Regions from separate parts of the Oryctolagus cuniculus genome. Here region 2 is linked to region 1. The links are chromatin contacts, called in public Hi-C maps. All regions are on one chromosome and are shown on one strand. The core of a region is the stretch at or near the end of the contact, and the rest is flanking DNA. Distances in the headings are between cores, read along the strand shown.

What was found. A called contact is a pair of places that touch in the nucleus more often than the background predicts.
Region 2: a contact with region 1 is called in a Hi-C map of liver, with 9 times the contacts expected there. The contact joins the enhancer-like site here to the promoter of BHLHE22 in region 1. A contact is called at or near these places in 6 of 6 Hi-C or Micro-C datasets (ear pinna, embryonic fibroblasts, liver and 3 more).

The regions. Positions count from the first base shown.
Region 1 is chr6:90,290,314-90,297,158 of mOryCun1.1, reverse strand. BHLHE22 (basic helix-loop-helix family member e22) reads right to left here and starts at 2,365. Exons shown (of 2, transcript XM_051843806.2): 1 at 1,699-2,365; 2 at 1-368.
Region 2 is chr6:91,281,615-91,288,664 of mOryCun1.1, reverse strand. No RefSeq gene overlaps it. Among named protein-coding and RNA genes, the nearest start is that of ARMC1, 54 kb to the left of the region's middle. Within about 2 kb of position 2,589, at least 1 of the 8 cell types and tissues checked has an H3K27ac peak or open chromatin away from gene starts, as enhancers often do.

The sequences.
Region 1 (6,845 bases), core at 1,116-3,615:
TCTTTCACCCAGGAACCAGGGGTCTCTTTGTTGTGCGGTTCAGGAAAATCTCCCTCGTCTCCCTGGAGGAGGTGGCTTGTTTAATAGTCGCTGGAAACGGCCGGAGGATTTATAGGAGCTCTAAATGCAGGCCTTGTAGCAACCGTCGGGGAATGGTCTTTGAGGTTTATGCTCTCGTAAACTTTTGCTGATTGCTTCTGGGAAGTCGTCAGACACTTAACACTGCATTTATCTTCCAGGGCAATGAAAACACATCTGCCCCGTGTCTCGTTACCTGGTTGAATCGTCGCCAGCCCTAAGTCACGGCCTGTGCGCCCACTCTCCTCTTGTGTGGTACCCAGCCGCCGCCTCCGCCGCCTCCCGGTTTCCTGCAGGTTTGGAGGGTGACGTCAGACGCTCACTAAGTGCCGCCTAGGCGCAGGAGTGCGGGATACCTGCGCGTTCCAACTTTATTCTCCCAGAAAGAGGGCAAAGAGCCCAAGAACAGTGGCAAAGAGAAAGGCAAAACCAGAGCCTTTTTGTTGCTTGGGCGTCCGGGCTGGTAATTCAGCCCAAGGCAAATAATAATAATGAAAATGATAATGATAATAATCCTGACCCACCCGTGACCCTGTAGAAGGAAAGCTCGGAAGGGAAATCCTGGCTCCCCGCAGTTTCAGAGTGGGTCGCCGTGTGTTCCGCAAGCGGCGGGGGACCGGAGACGCAGGGGGCCGTTCCCTCTGCCCGCAGCAGGGTAGGGCAGCTCCGGTGTGGGCGCGGGCACCCCTGGCCGGGCGCCTCTGGCGCGAGGAGCGATGGTTTAGGAGGCCGGTGGGCCACCACTCCGGAAAGGAAGCTCTCTCGGCCCGGGGTTGGATACAATACTATAAACGCCGGAACGTGTTGGCTAAAGGGGAACACAGTTTTGTTACTGCGGGAAGGATTCGGAGATGCCCAGCCAGCAAAGCTGCACTGAAAAGCACCAGACTGACTCTGGGTCGCGTTTACATTTCTTCGCTATTTGCCTGAAATCTGGAGCCCAAAGAAAATGAAGCACCTTTAAGGTGCAAAGCCAGGAGCTGCTGTCTGATAAATAAGCAAATAAATCGTTTATTCCTGATCTAGATTAAAAAGTTAGAAGAATCTCTGATTTGGAGAGGTGTGTGTGTGTGTTTGAGAGGAAGAATTGGATCTCTATTTAAGAACATTCTAAAAAGTGAATACAAAGTTTACCAAAAATGGCATCAACTTTCTCTCTGAACAAACCTTGGAACAAGCGAATTCCCTGAGAGCCCTGGGAATCCTCTCCGGGCAGGCAGAATCCTACTAAGAAAGTCTCTTCTTCCGGCACCGCGGAGACCCCAGGGCGACCCTCTCAGAGAAACCCCAGGGGAGGTGCCGGGTCAGTGCGGTTTGGCTGCCTTGTCTCATCCTAGCCGCGGAAGCAAGAGCGCGCCCCCCAGAGTCCAAGGGCCACGCACGCTTCGTTTTGCTGCAAACCCAGGTCAGCACATTGACCTTGAGTTACGTGTGCCTCGCCCACCCTGCACAGTCTGGCGGCGCCTGGGCCGGCTTAAAATCCACGGGCCCCAGGAAGCCTGCTGAATGGGCTCACCATCCTGCACCCCTGCCGGGTTTGGGAGCACAGGACCCACTTGACAGTAGAGACCCAAGCCCCAGAGGCCTTTCGCTTTCGTCTTATCGTCAGTATTTTCTCACCTTCTTCACCAGGTCTTGTAGAGTTCACTGAGAGAGACTCCTAGTGCACGTGTGTATCCAGGGCCTGGCGCAGCTAATGAGGCGGAGCGCAGCGCAGGTGCAGGGGCCGCGAGACCAGCCCGGGCTGGGACATCGCTGGCAGCGCGCCTGGGGCGCCAGCCTCGCTCTTGCGCCGGGGCGCTCGGCAACGTCTACGATTTTGACCGTGGAAAAAAGTTGAAACTTGTTGATGGAAAAGTCCTTCGAGGTTTCTCTTTCATTTGTTTTAAAGACCAGAGGCTGGACCCGGGCACTGTTTCCAGACGAGTTAGCCTAGGTTTGAACAGACAAGGAAGAGAAACAGTCGGGCTCAGAGTTTTTTGTTTGTTTCTTTGTTTTTCCCAGGGTGCTGCGTACTAGGGCGGCCCAAGACCGTCGCGAAGGGCTCACCGGTTGCTCCTACCTGGGATTTCCGATCTTGGCGACTTTCAAGGCGAGGGGGTTGATAGGACAAGCGGATAACGGGGAGCCTGCCAATCTCAGAGGACAAGGTCGGATGTACAGATAGTAAGGGAAGAAAACTAAGGAAAAGAGTTCATTAAGATTTCACTCCTGCCTTACTGACTTGGAACAAACTTGTCTTGAGTTCTCCCCAGGGGCTGGTATAACAGACCAGTTTGTGTTACATGTGCCCTCTCCTCCACCGAATCTTCATAGAAAGCTGACGAGCATTAGAAAAAAATAATTAAAATTGTTCAAACAAAAGGGGTGAACATTTTTTGGCTTGCCCAATGTGCACCAATTAAGGAAAGAAATAAAACTCAGCGGGGCTGTGGGGTTTAAGGTCTGCGATTTAAAACCCACAGCGCCATCTCCTGGCAATGAAGAAAATATCGAGACGGACGACAATAACTCTGAGTATGAAATCGACTTTTTATTTTGCGCCTCAAAAATTAAATCCATGATAAGCTGATTATGACTGTAAGACATGATCTCAACACTTATTGTGTCATACACAATCCTGGAAGCTAATTATGTGTGAGTAAAAGTTTGTGACGTATTTACACATGTTGATTTTATAGCTTTGATACAGTTATTATGCTGGGGACTTATAATAAAACATGATTTTTACATTTATCATAAATATTTAAATTGATGGAATAAATTGTCTCAGATTAATTTCCAAGTCAAGATTTGAACTACTCATTTTATGTGAAAGATGCTGTAGTCTCAGTGCTTCCAAAAATTAACTAGTGAAAAACCAAATTCTCAGTTTCCATTCAGCTACATCAACCACCAAAATATTTCTTATTCAAGTATGGATGTTTTAGTAGAAGCAATTATCTCCATTACTTTTATGATGCTAGAAAGGAGAATAATGTGAATGATGAATTGAAACAAATCCTAGCTCCTCATTGCATTTTATTAATCAACATAAGTAAAAATTCTTAGCCACACCTTTTAAAATAAACCTTCACTTTCTCTACCTGGCAACTTCCCATCACACAATTTTGAAGAATGTCATTCACGCTTTCTGACCGGGAAATATCATCAGAGGTCAAATTACTTTCCAAACATTTAGAGCACATAATAGAATTGTGAACACCTAACACCTTTGTGAATGAAAATGTTTCTGAAGTGTTGATATTTTTGCAAGCTTTGCTCCCTTTTGCTAATAAGATTGAAATGCAATAAAATTTAGAGATTAATTCTCTATTAAAATCATTTCTCATCTATGGTTGTACCCACAGGCCAGCTGCTTGAAATACAAATATAAGTAGATATTTTTAGTGTACAAAATATTATGAATATCCTTCAAAAATATTGTAGATCAAACAAGACAAATGTAAACTTCACTTCAGTTGAAAGATTAATTTTAATTAATTCAAGTGGAGACCTATGAAGCCAAATATTTGGATTCATTTACTCAGTCAATGTAAGAGTTACTGTTTGAAAGAAATTTGATTATATATATGAGAAAGTAGATAAACAGATGGTTAGCTAGAGAGCTTTTCACAGTTAAATTTTGAAATTTAACATGGATAAATTTGACACCTCCAGCATTTTTGATGAGGTCATTTGATCTATTCTAGCAAAGCAGAATTGTTGCATATAATCATTTTAACTTATGTTTAAGAAACAGTTAACTTAGTTTGTCTGAAAACTACAGTGATTGAGTTTTCCACTTTGAAAAAATCAGATAGACACACATATATGGGTGTGCATGCATGCTGTATTTGTCTGGTGATGGGCAAGCATTGTAGAAAGGAAATCAACAGCTCCAGGACAAGACGTCTTCACGTACAAATGGCATTCCTCTGATGGAATCTGATGAAATGCTTCATCCTCATTACCTGAAAGTAATGATGGTGGCAGACAACCTAGGCAGTCTATTTTAGTGCATTGCCCATGTAGAGAATGGGCATAGCCAAGTGTGTGGCATGGAGACATTAAACCTAACCTCAAGCATGTTTTTAAGATTCGTTGAGGACTTATACACTTGTGAATAAAGAAATCCCCAACTGCCTTCGTGAAAGAGAAGTTGGGATTTTCCCAGAAAGGCGGTTTTGCAATGCATATACTGAAACATCTTGCTCCCTTGAGTTACTTTCCATATTTTCATGAACAAAGCTTATGGGGACAAAAGTGAGAGGGGGGAGGAAATACAGAAAGAAGGTGGAAGAGGACAGGTATATACATAGATTTGAGGCCAAATAATACATTTAGTGAATTCTTTGTTTATGGGAAGTATGTGTCTCTTAAATATACAGCCTGCTTTTCTTTTAAAAAGAAATTTTTGCATTATGATTTTTGTGTGTTTTCAAACCTGATGTATTTCTCTGCGAATTGCTGAAAATGGTGTTAGTAGGGAGCAGAAAAAGCAGGTCCTCAGGAGACTTACTCTGTAGCGTGCTACTGTCCTTGATACTACTTAGCTTGGGGAGGAAAATGGATTTCCTCATCACATCCTCATTGAGCACCTCTGGGTATCAGTCAATCGTCTCGTCAACACTTAAAATGATGTGTGAACTTAGTGTTAACACTTTATTACGTTCCCTTGTTGAGTTCACCTTCACAGTTCAGTCACCTTTCATAATCACTGTTGGTTTGTGTTTTACTTCCTGTTTCCACCACAACTTTCTGGTTCAGTGCAGGCTGCACAACATCTTTTGCTACTTGGGCCACGTGTGGGGATCGTAAGAGCAGGAACCACAGTGCTTTTCACTTTTCACATTCCCACACCCTCGGTGCTGATACCTGCTACTGCCTCTCTGCCCTCTGCTGCTGTAAAAACCCCTTCTGGCTTCTTGGGAAATGCTTCCTTCCTTCCTGCCATCGTAAACTGAATGAAGGTGGTCATCACAGTGTGATTTGCTCAAAACTAGTGGACATGTGGGTAGAGAAGTGGCCTTCAGGTTGGTGCAAAGTCGTTCCCACTTGGATGTCCCACTGTGTTTCTTTCCTTAACAGCAATTAGGCATTACAGGGCCTCCAGGTGTGTGGAACACATTTTTCAGTTTAGTGACATTCATTAAATTAATGACTACATCGTTTTTCCTTCTTGCTTCTAGGTTCTTAAAGTAAAGGCTTTGGGACTCTAATCTGCTAGCAATCTGACTGTGGTATTTGTTTCTTCCTCCATTTGGCTGTATTCATCAATGCTATTACTTTTTCCATTGATTATAGTCCATCAAGCAGTTTTCAGTTCAGTTACAGTGTTCAGCTCAAATAAGCCAATTTAAATTAATTTTTATGCAAAGTTTATGGAGACAATGTGTGTCAAAGGTCTAAACTGACTACACATTTTACTTTCCCTCACTATTTATTTTTACAAAAAAAGGGTAGTGAGATATTTTCTTTTTAAACATCAGCAATTTATTGTCTCACATTTTATTTTATATAAATGTTTGAATATGATTTCCATTTAAACTTTATTATTTCACTAGCATTAAAGTTAAATCAGTTCCATATGGATTGAGAAATACAAATAAAGTCATAAAACTATAGCTGTACTATTTTTATAGAAAAGGTTTTTATAGACTTAGAAAGGAAAATCTTCCTTAAGCAAGACAAAATCCAAGGAGTCACCCAGGAAAAGATTACTTTATTTAAGAACACATAAAAAATAAAATTCTTGGTCTTCAAACAAAAAGACCATGAACAAAATTAAAGGCAAACAGCAAAAAAAAATCAAACTAGAATTAAAAATATACACATCAAACATAAAAAGAGCTCTCACAAAACAACAAGATGGCATCAAATAAAAACACAGAGAAAGGATCAAATCCAGAAATAAGTAGAAGCAACACAAATATCCAAAAAAGATATAAAAAGATGTTAATGATCGTTAATAAAAAGAAAATATATATCAAAGCAGCTTGAAGAATTAGGCTAAACTAAAATAATATATACAGGGTTGCAAAGAAAATAGTGGTAGTAAAAATTGATGCAAAAATGTGGGGACAATGATTTGGAGTCTAAGAATGATCACAAGAAAAAATGGCAGGAGTAGATATAGACATACATAAAGATTTTATTTCTAAAAAATGGCAGAAATTATGAAGCATAAATATTATTTAGTAAGCAAATAATTACATAAATTATAGCATCTATGTTCTACAAAATAAGATACTGTTATAAAAAGGAACTATGACAGATATGACAGCCCTGAAAAAGCATATACAAAAACTTACACAAGTAAGTTGAAAAACCAAGATGTAGAATATAATGTGGTCATATTTGTTGTTAAAAAAATACAGTCAGACATTTAGCACAGCGGTTAATCCACTGCTTGGGATCCCCACATCCCACATTGGAGTGTCTCAGTTCAAGTCCCAGCTCCACTCTCCGTTTAGGCTTCCTTTTAATGTGCACTCTGGAAAGCAGAGTGATGGCTCACATAGTTGGATCCCTGCCACCCACGTGGGAGACTTGTACCCAATTCTTGGCTCCTGGCTTCGATCTGCTGCAGCCCTGGATATTGCTGGCATTTAGGGAATGAGGCATTGATGAGATCTCTCTCTCTCTCTCTCTCTCTCTCAGTGTGTGTGTGTGTGTGTGTGTGTGTGTCTATCATTTCTGCCTTTCAAATCAATAAGTACTTTTTAAAAAGGTTTATTTTTTCCTATTGAAGTTGTTGAGATGAAAATATAGTAATTTTGTCCTCC
Region 2 (7,050 bases), core at 1,340-3,839, 990 kb before region 1:
CCCCCACCTTACCTCTGGTCATCAAGATGTGTAGGGATTTCTTCCCACTGACAACCAGTTCTCTGGTGGATCCAGCTGGTGTCCTACAAATCAACTCAGTTCTGGCACGGTCTACTAAGGGACAGCCGCAGATGGGCTCAGTCCCTAAAGACAGCCCCCTTTCAGGTGCCAGTTACAAGTCCCAGGTTGTGATCTGCACTTCTGCTCGAGTGGCTACACAGTGGGGTTCCCACAGCTCCCTCCTTGGGTTCTATTAATTCGCAGAACACAGGGGGACATGTTTACAAGTTTGCTGACCTGATAAAGATCCAGATGTGCAGCCAGATGAAGACATGCACAGGATGAAATCTAGAAGAGTTTTGAGTGCAGGAATTCTATACCATGAAGCTGGGGTGCACCCTGCCCTCTCTCCCAACCTGTGGCATGTGGGCGTGTTCTTCAACTCAGAAGCCCTCCAAAGCCCATCTTCTTTTTTATTTTTATGTTTTTTTTTTTTTTTCAGTGGCACCTTCAGAGGTAGGAATGACCGATCATGGTAAATAAACAATGATGGGCTGCATTTGGTCCATTGGCTACTCAGGAAAGGGTGCCCTAGGCAGTGGTTCTCAAAGTGTGATTCCTCCACAGCATTGGTGTCATTGGAAACTGGAAAGCAATGCACATCCTCAAACTGCACCTGTCAGTGGCTACTGAGTGGGAAACTCTAGGAACTGGCCCCAGCAATTCGAGCTGCAACAAGTCCTCCAGGCAATCCTGAAGCGTGCACGTGGATGTGGAAGTTGGAGAATCACTGCTCTAAAGGTCTAGATCCCTGTACAGGCAACCCTAACCCTACATAGTTAGCTAATGTTCCCACTGGGCACAAGACAGGACTTGAGCAATGAAGGAATTATTAAGTGCTATGTTGAGCCAGAATATAGTTTTATGCTCCTAGTAAGGAAATATGTGTTTCTAATTTCTTAAGTTGTTTTTTCTGTTTAATATATTTCATTAAGGGAAACTTTTTTTTTAGAACAACTTTCATTGTGGCAGAATGACAGTAAGAAGAGAAAGAGAGAGAGAGAGAGAGAGAGAGAGAGAGAGAGAGAGAGAGAGAGTTATCTCTTCTATCTGCTGGCTCACACCCCAAATGCTTCCAACAGCTAAGGCTGGGGCAGGCTGAAGCCACTAGCTAGCGGCTGGCAGGGATTCAAGTACCTGGGCCATTATCTATCTGCTGCCTCCCCAGGTGCATTTGTAGAAAGCTGGATAAAAGGTAGAGTAGCCAGAACTTGAACCAGCAGTCTGTGTGATAAAGGCACCACAAGTGGCATCAAATCACTGTGCCACAATGTTTGTCCCCTTAATGGAGCATTTCTTGGTATTCTGGAACTGCCAACAAGGCCCAAAGCTGAAAGCAATGGATACTAGATTCTCATATAGTCTATTGCCCAGCACTGCCAAATTCTGTATTTACTTTGCCAACCATATTCTTCACTTCAAGTGTATATAAGGAGAGTCTTTGGGGGAGGTGAAACTTTGATCTTCAAGGGACACTGTGGTGGGAAAGCCCCTTACTCTTCTCATGGGGGAAAGAGAAAGTATATGTTGGGGGATTCCCCAAGCCCAGGGAGTAGGGTGAGCCACTGAGTGACTTGAAGAGACTCAACCTGAGACCAACAGAGTTTATAGGTGCTTCCTGAATTGGCACATTGGTGAAACACGGACAGAGCCAAGGAAGAATTTGAAATATATACCACAGATTTTGGGCATCATGTGTGCATAGAAACTAACAGCCATGTGTCTGTCTAGGGGTTTCTTTTTAAAAAACATATGACCTTTCTCTCTGTCTCTCCCTCTGTAACTCTACTTCCAGTCACTGGTTTACTTCCCAAATGCCCTCAATAACCAGAGCTGTGCCAGTCTGAAGCCATGAGTCAGGAACTCTATCTGGGTCTTCCACACGGGTAGTGAGGGCCCAAGTACTTGGGCCATCATATGCTGCCTCCCAAGGGGTGTATGAGCAGGACGCTAGATTGGAAATAGAGATGAGACTTGATGCCAAGCACTCCAGTATGGGATGCAGGTGTCCCATGCAGCTTAACCTGCTGTTCCACCAACCCTGTCTAGACGTTTCTGAAGCTGAGAGATCCATCAAAGGGGCCCAAGTCCTTGAGGGACCCTTCTACCACCCTCACCCCCACCGCCTCAGGCAGGCAGTGACGTAATAGTTCAGTCTCCCTAATCCTTCCTTCCTGCCCTGGGACACCAGCCCTAAAAAAGGAAAAAGAAGGTGTCAAAGAGACAGACTACCTTGTTACAGGTTCCTGGACTTGCCATCCTGCTGTGACTGAAATGGACATGGGAATAGGGATGGATGGGAGCTTTGCATCAAAAACGAGGCTCAAGAAGCAGGAAGGGTCAGATTTCCCCTTGCCTGTAGGCCAGCAAGTTAGCCTCATATCATTTCCTGTCTGCTGGCAGAGGACGTCAGGCTCCTGGGTCAGAGACAAGTGGCTTTTATTACTCAGGGCACAATAAAAGCAGCAGCCTCAGCATATTTGTGTTGGTTCCCTTGCCCCCAAGTCTCACGGGGGTGATTTCACGGGCTGAGAGAAACAAACACATGCAGTGGGTTCTGTTCCAGGAGAAGAAGCCAGGGCCAAGAGCCCAGCGCTTTCTGAGCAAGCAGCAAACATTGTAGCAACAGCAAGCAAGCCAGTTTTGCCTTTGAGAGCGAGCAGTTAGATGGTGGTTTTCCTGGCTGGGATAAGGATGAGGCAAGGGATGGCGCCCATGGTGCTAAATTTAGGGAAGCACTCACTCTGAAGTTTGTGCAAATGCGAATTGGCACCTGGGAGTGGGAACCCTCTTAAACCCAGTGCTCTGGGGCTTTGCTTGCTGATCCCCACGCTGGCTCTGGTGGTCAGGCTGGACTACCTGGTGTCACCTGGATTTACTAATTGTCTATGAGACTACTGCAGAATTTGTTTCCCATCAGCAGGCACTTAAACCTGCAGGCTAGCACTCAACAGGAACTGTGGCGCTTGTCAGGGCATCTCGCAACAATGAAACTGAAGCTCATAACAGAGCTGTTTGAATAACCAAAGGCCGGATTCAGTCCCAGCTCATGGTTTTGGCAGTTTTAAAGGATTGTAAAATGAATAAAAATATACACCAGAGATCATAGGTGGCCCACAAAGCTTAAAGTAGTAACTACCTAGCCCTGCTCGGAAAAAGTTTGCTGACCCTGTAACAACTGATAGACATTTAATCTGTACATATATTTTTTAAAATTTATTTATTTATTTGAAAGGCAGATTTACAGAGAGGCAGAAAAAGAAAGAGAGGGAAGGATGGAGGGAGGGAGGGAGGGAGGAAGAGATAGAGATAGAGATAGAGATAGAGATAGAGATAGAGATAGAGATAGAGATAGAGATAGAGATAGAGATAGAGAGGACTTCCTTCTGCTGGGTCACTCCCCAAATGGTCACAACTGCCGTAGTTGCGCCAATCTGAAGTTAGGAGTCAGGAGCTTCTTCTGGGTCTCCCACGTGGGTGCAGGGGCCCAATGACTTGGGCCATCTTCTACTGCTTTTCCAGGCCATAGCAGAGAGCTGGATTGAAAGTGGAGCAGCCGGGACTCGAACTTGTACCATATGGGATGATGGCATTGCAGGCATTGACTTTACCTGCTACACCACAGCACTGGCCCCAATCTGTGCATATTTTTAAAAGATAAGCAGGAGATGCAATGAACTACAGCTTGAGGCAATAATTAGAAAAAAAGAGATTGTTTTATGTTTATTGCCCCAAAGAGGTGTATCTCTTCCCTAAGATTGTTATACATATGATAGACATTAGGGCTCTTTCACCCACATTGAATTAAAGACAGAAGAGTGTACTGGTTCACCGATACAAACGACAGAAAAGGTAGGCACAGAATCCACCCTGGGCTGGGCTGGATCTAGTGGTGTGTGTGCCACTGGAACTTGTGCACATGTTGGCTTCAGGATTTTGTTCAGCAGAATGAAGGGCTCCTGCTACGACAGTGGAGGGACTTTTTCCAAAATGATGGGAACCAAGTCTCTGACCGTTGTAGAATCCTCCCCACCCAGGGCTGCCATCTGCAAGGTGGTTCCATCTTGAGCCAGCATGGTGGTCTACATGGAGAGGTTTCCTGTAGATTAGCCTTGCCATCTTGAGCCCATCTCTTGCCAGGAAGAGCAAGATCTTGTCTCAGAGAACTATGAAGAGCAGTAGTACAGACTTGACCCTGCATGACTGTTGGCAGCTGCCCTCGTTTTAGTGTGCAAGCTGACTTCTGGACAGCACTCTGGTGAGAAACCTGAGCCAGGACCATTCAACTAACATGCCCCTGAATTCGTGATTGAATGACAGAAATTCTATGAGATAAGAAATGTTCATTGGTCTTTTAAGCCACTGAATTTGAGGGGAGGAGAACTTCTTATTTAGCAAGGAATAACAGCTACACTATCTCTAGGTAAGAACTTCCACTTCTTTTCTTTTCTTTTTATTTTAAATTTATTTTATTTATTTGAAAGAGTTTTAGAGAGGTAGAGACGGAGAGGTCTTCCACCCACTGCTTCACTCCCCAAATGGCCGCAATGGCTGGAGCTGCGCTGATCCGAAGCCAGGAGCCAGGAGCCAGGAGCTTCTTCCAGGTCCCCCACGCGGGTGCAGGGGCCCAAGGACTTGGGCCATCTTCTACTGCTTTCCCAGGCCACAGCAGAGAGCTGGATCGGAAGTGGAGCAGCCGGGACTAGAACCGGTGCCCATATGAGATGTCGATGCTTCAGGCCAGGACTTTAACCCGCTGCGCCACAGTGCCGACCCCTCCACTTCTTTTCTTAATCTTATTCACTTCTCTTGAAATTTCTATCTCCACCTTACTTTTGTTATTATTCTATTACATAGTCTATTTTTATATTGTAGTCTTTAATTGTAATTACAAAATGTAACCATCCATGCTTTATTTCAATGTTGATTCTAAAGTTAGAATACAAATAGCATTTAGATGACTATAATTAGGAAATATAAATATACACCTAGGATATAAACATGATATTATTGAACTTAAAGACAGAAGGACTGGATCAGTAGAGGAGGAAGAATGCCCCTATCTCACCACACCTGTGCCATTTGATGAAGAATGCTTCCTATTTGGCTCAAGACCCTTTTCGTGAGTTTTAAAGTTTTTTCTCAAAGTTAACTTTTTGAGAAAAAAAGTGTCTTTGCTATATTATTCTTTCACTATCTCAATCATATGGCTTTCATGATGAAGTCCTTTCCAACATCCTTTTTGAACATTCTTCTTTATACCTCCTAACTTCTTGTTCTAGCCATGTAGTTGCTGTCTTGGGACTTCTCTTCATTGTACTCTCTGCATTAGTCTCATTGTTTTCCGATGCTGTGTCATTTATCCAGAAGGGTGTGTCAAATGATTCTTGACATATCTGTACAACTTCATTTTTTTCAGTTTATTCTTTAAAATTTTTATTTGTATAAGCTGAATAAATTTCATGTAATTCATATATATGGATTTAGGAGCACAGTGATACTTCCCACCCTACCCTACCTCTCACCCATGGTTCCACCCTCCCCCCAACTTCCTTTCATATTTTTTCTTTTAATTTTAACAATGACTTACTTTCAGTTTATTTTATAATCATAGGTAGACCCTCCATTAAGTAAATAATTCAACCAATTGTAAGAAGGAAAAATGTTCCTCAATAGTACACAAGGACTTTAAACAGTAATCAAATCTCAAAAATGGCAATTTCACTCATATGCATTTCATTTTTTGTACTCTATTAGTTACCATAGATCAGGGGAAACGAGATATTTGTCTTTCGGGGACTGACTTATTTCACTAAGCCTAATGGTTTCCAGTTATATCCATTTTGTTGCAAAAGATAGGATTTCATTCTTTTTTACAGCTGAGTAGTAGTCCGTAGTGTATATATATATATATATATATTCTGTAATATATGTAGTATATAGTATACTATATATATATACTACATTTACTTTTCTCACACCTGCTTTTAATGCTGTTCTGAATAATATATATACTGTGGATTATATTTTCTAATTGATACAGAAAAACACTGTTGGTAAATTGATCTATTATCTCTTATTAATTCCCAGAATTTACTTATTTGCTGGTCAAAATATCTGCAGATAATCGCAGTTTTATCTTTTTTCTAGTCCTTACCTTTTTCGTATTTTAATGTGTTGGTCAAGATGCCAGTGCTCTAATATAGAACTGAACTGGAGACCCTTGTCATTTTTATTTCCAAAATTTTAGGACCTTGTATTTTAGCATTCAGGGAGTACATTTGAGAAATGTAGGAGGATATTGATATATCTGACTGGGTACGTTCCTGCACAAGTTCCAGTGGTCATAGGAATGGAACCTGGAAATCAAACACGGGGCAGCTGGGGTCATCTTTGTCCCATTAGGGACGAGCTTGTCTGACGATAGAGTTTAGGTCTAGGTGTTGGAAGGATTCCACTGCCTTTGAAACATGAGGGCTGAGTGTGGCAGGATAGCTCAACAGAGCACAGTGAGGGCAATGGGGGGAGCAGGAGGCCTACATAGCAAGTCTTTTTGCAATAATGTCATATAGAAAATTTGGGAAGTTTTGGAAACGTAAAGGCAAAAGGTAGATGAGCTTTGGACGTTTTACTGAAATGGAGGGTGGTATATTAGACTAGCCAGTGCGTATCATAGAAGCAGTCTTCCAGAGGTCCCTTAGTTATGGGAGGAGTAGAGGGATAGAGAAAGAAATACTTAATGACTAAAAATATGTCTGTGCTCATGCCTGAAGTTTCACTACTTTTGTTACAACAGGGAAACAAACATTCCTTTGTGAATGGAGGAGGTTAGAAATGATTAATCATAGGCCGACATTGTGGTGAAACAGGTAGAGTCCCCGCCTGTGACGCTGGCATCCCATATGGGCACCGCTTTGAGTCCCAGCTGCTCCACTTCTGACCCATCTCTATCCCAATGGCCTGGGAAAAGCAATGGAAGATGGCCCAAGT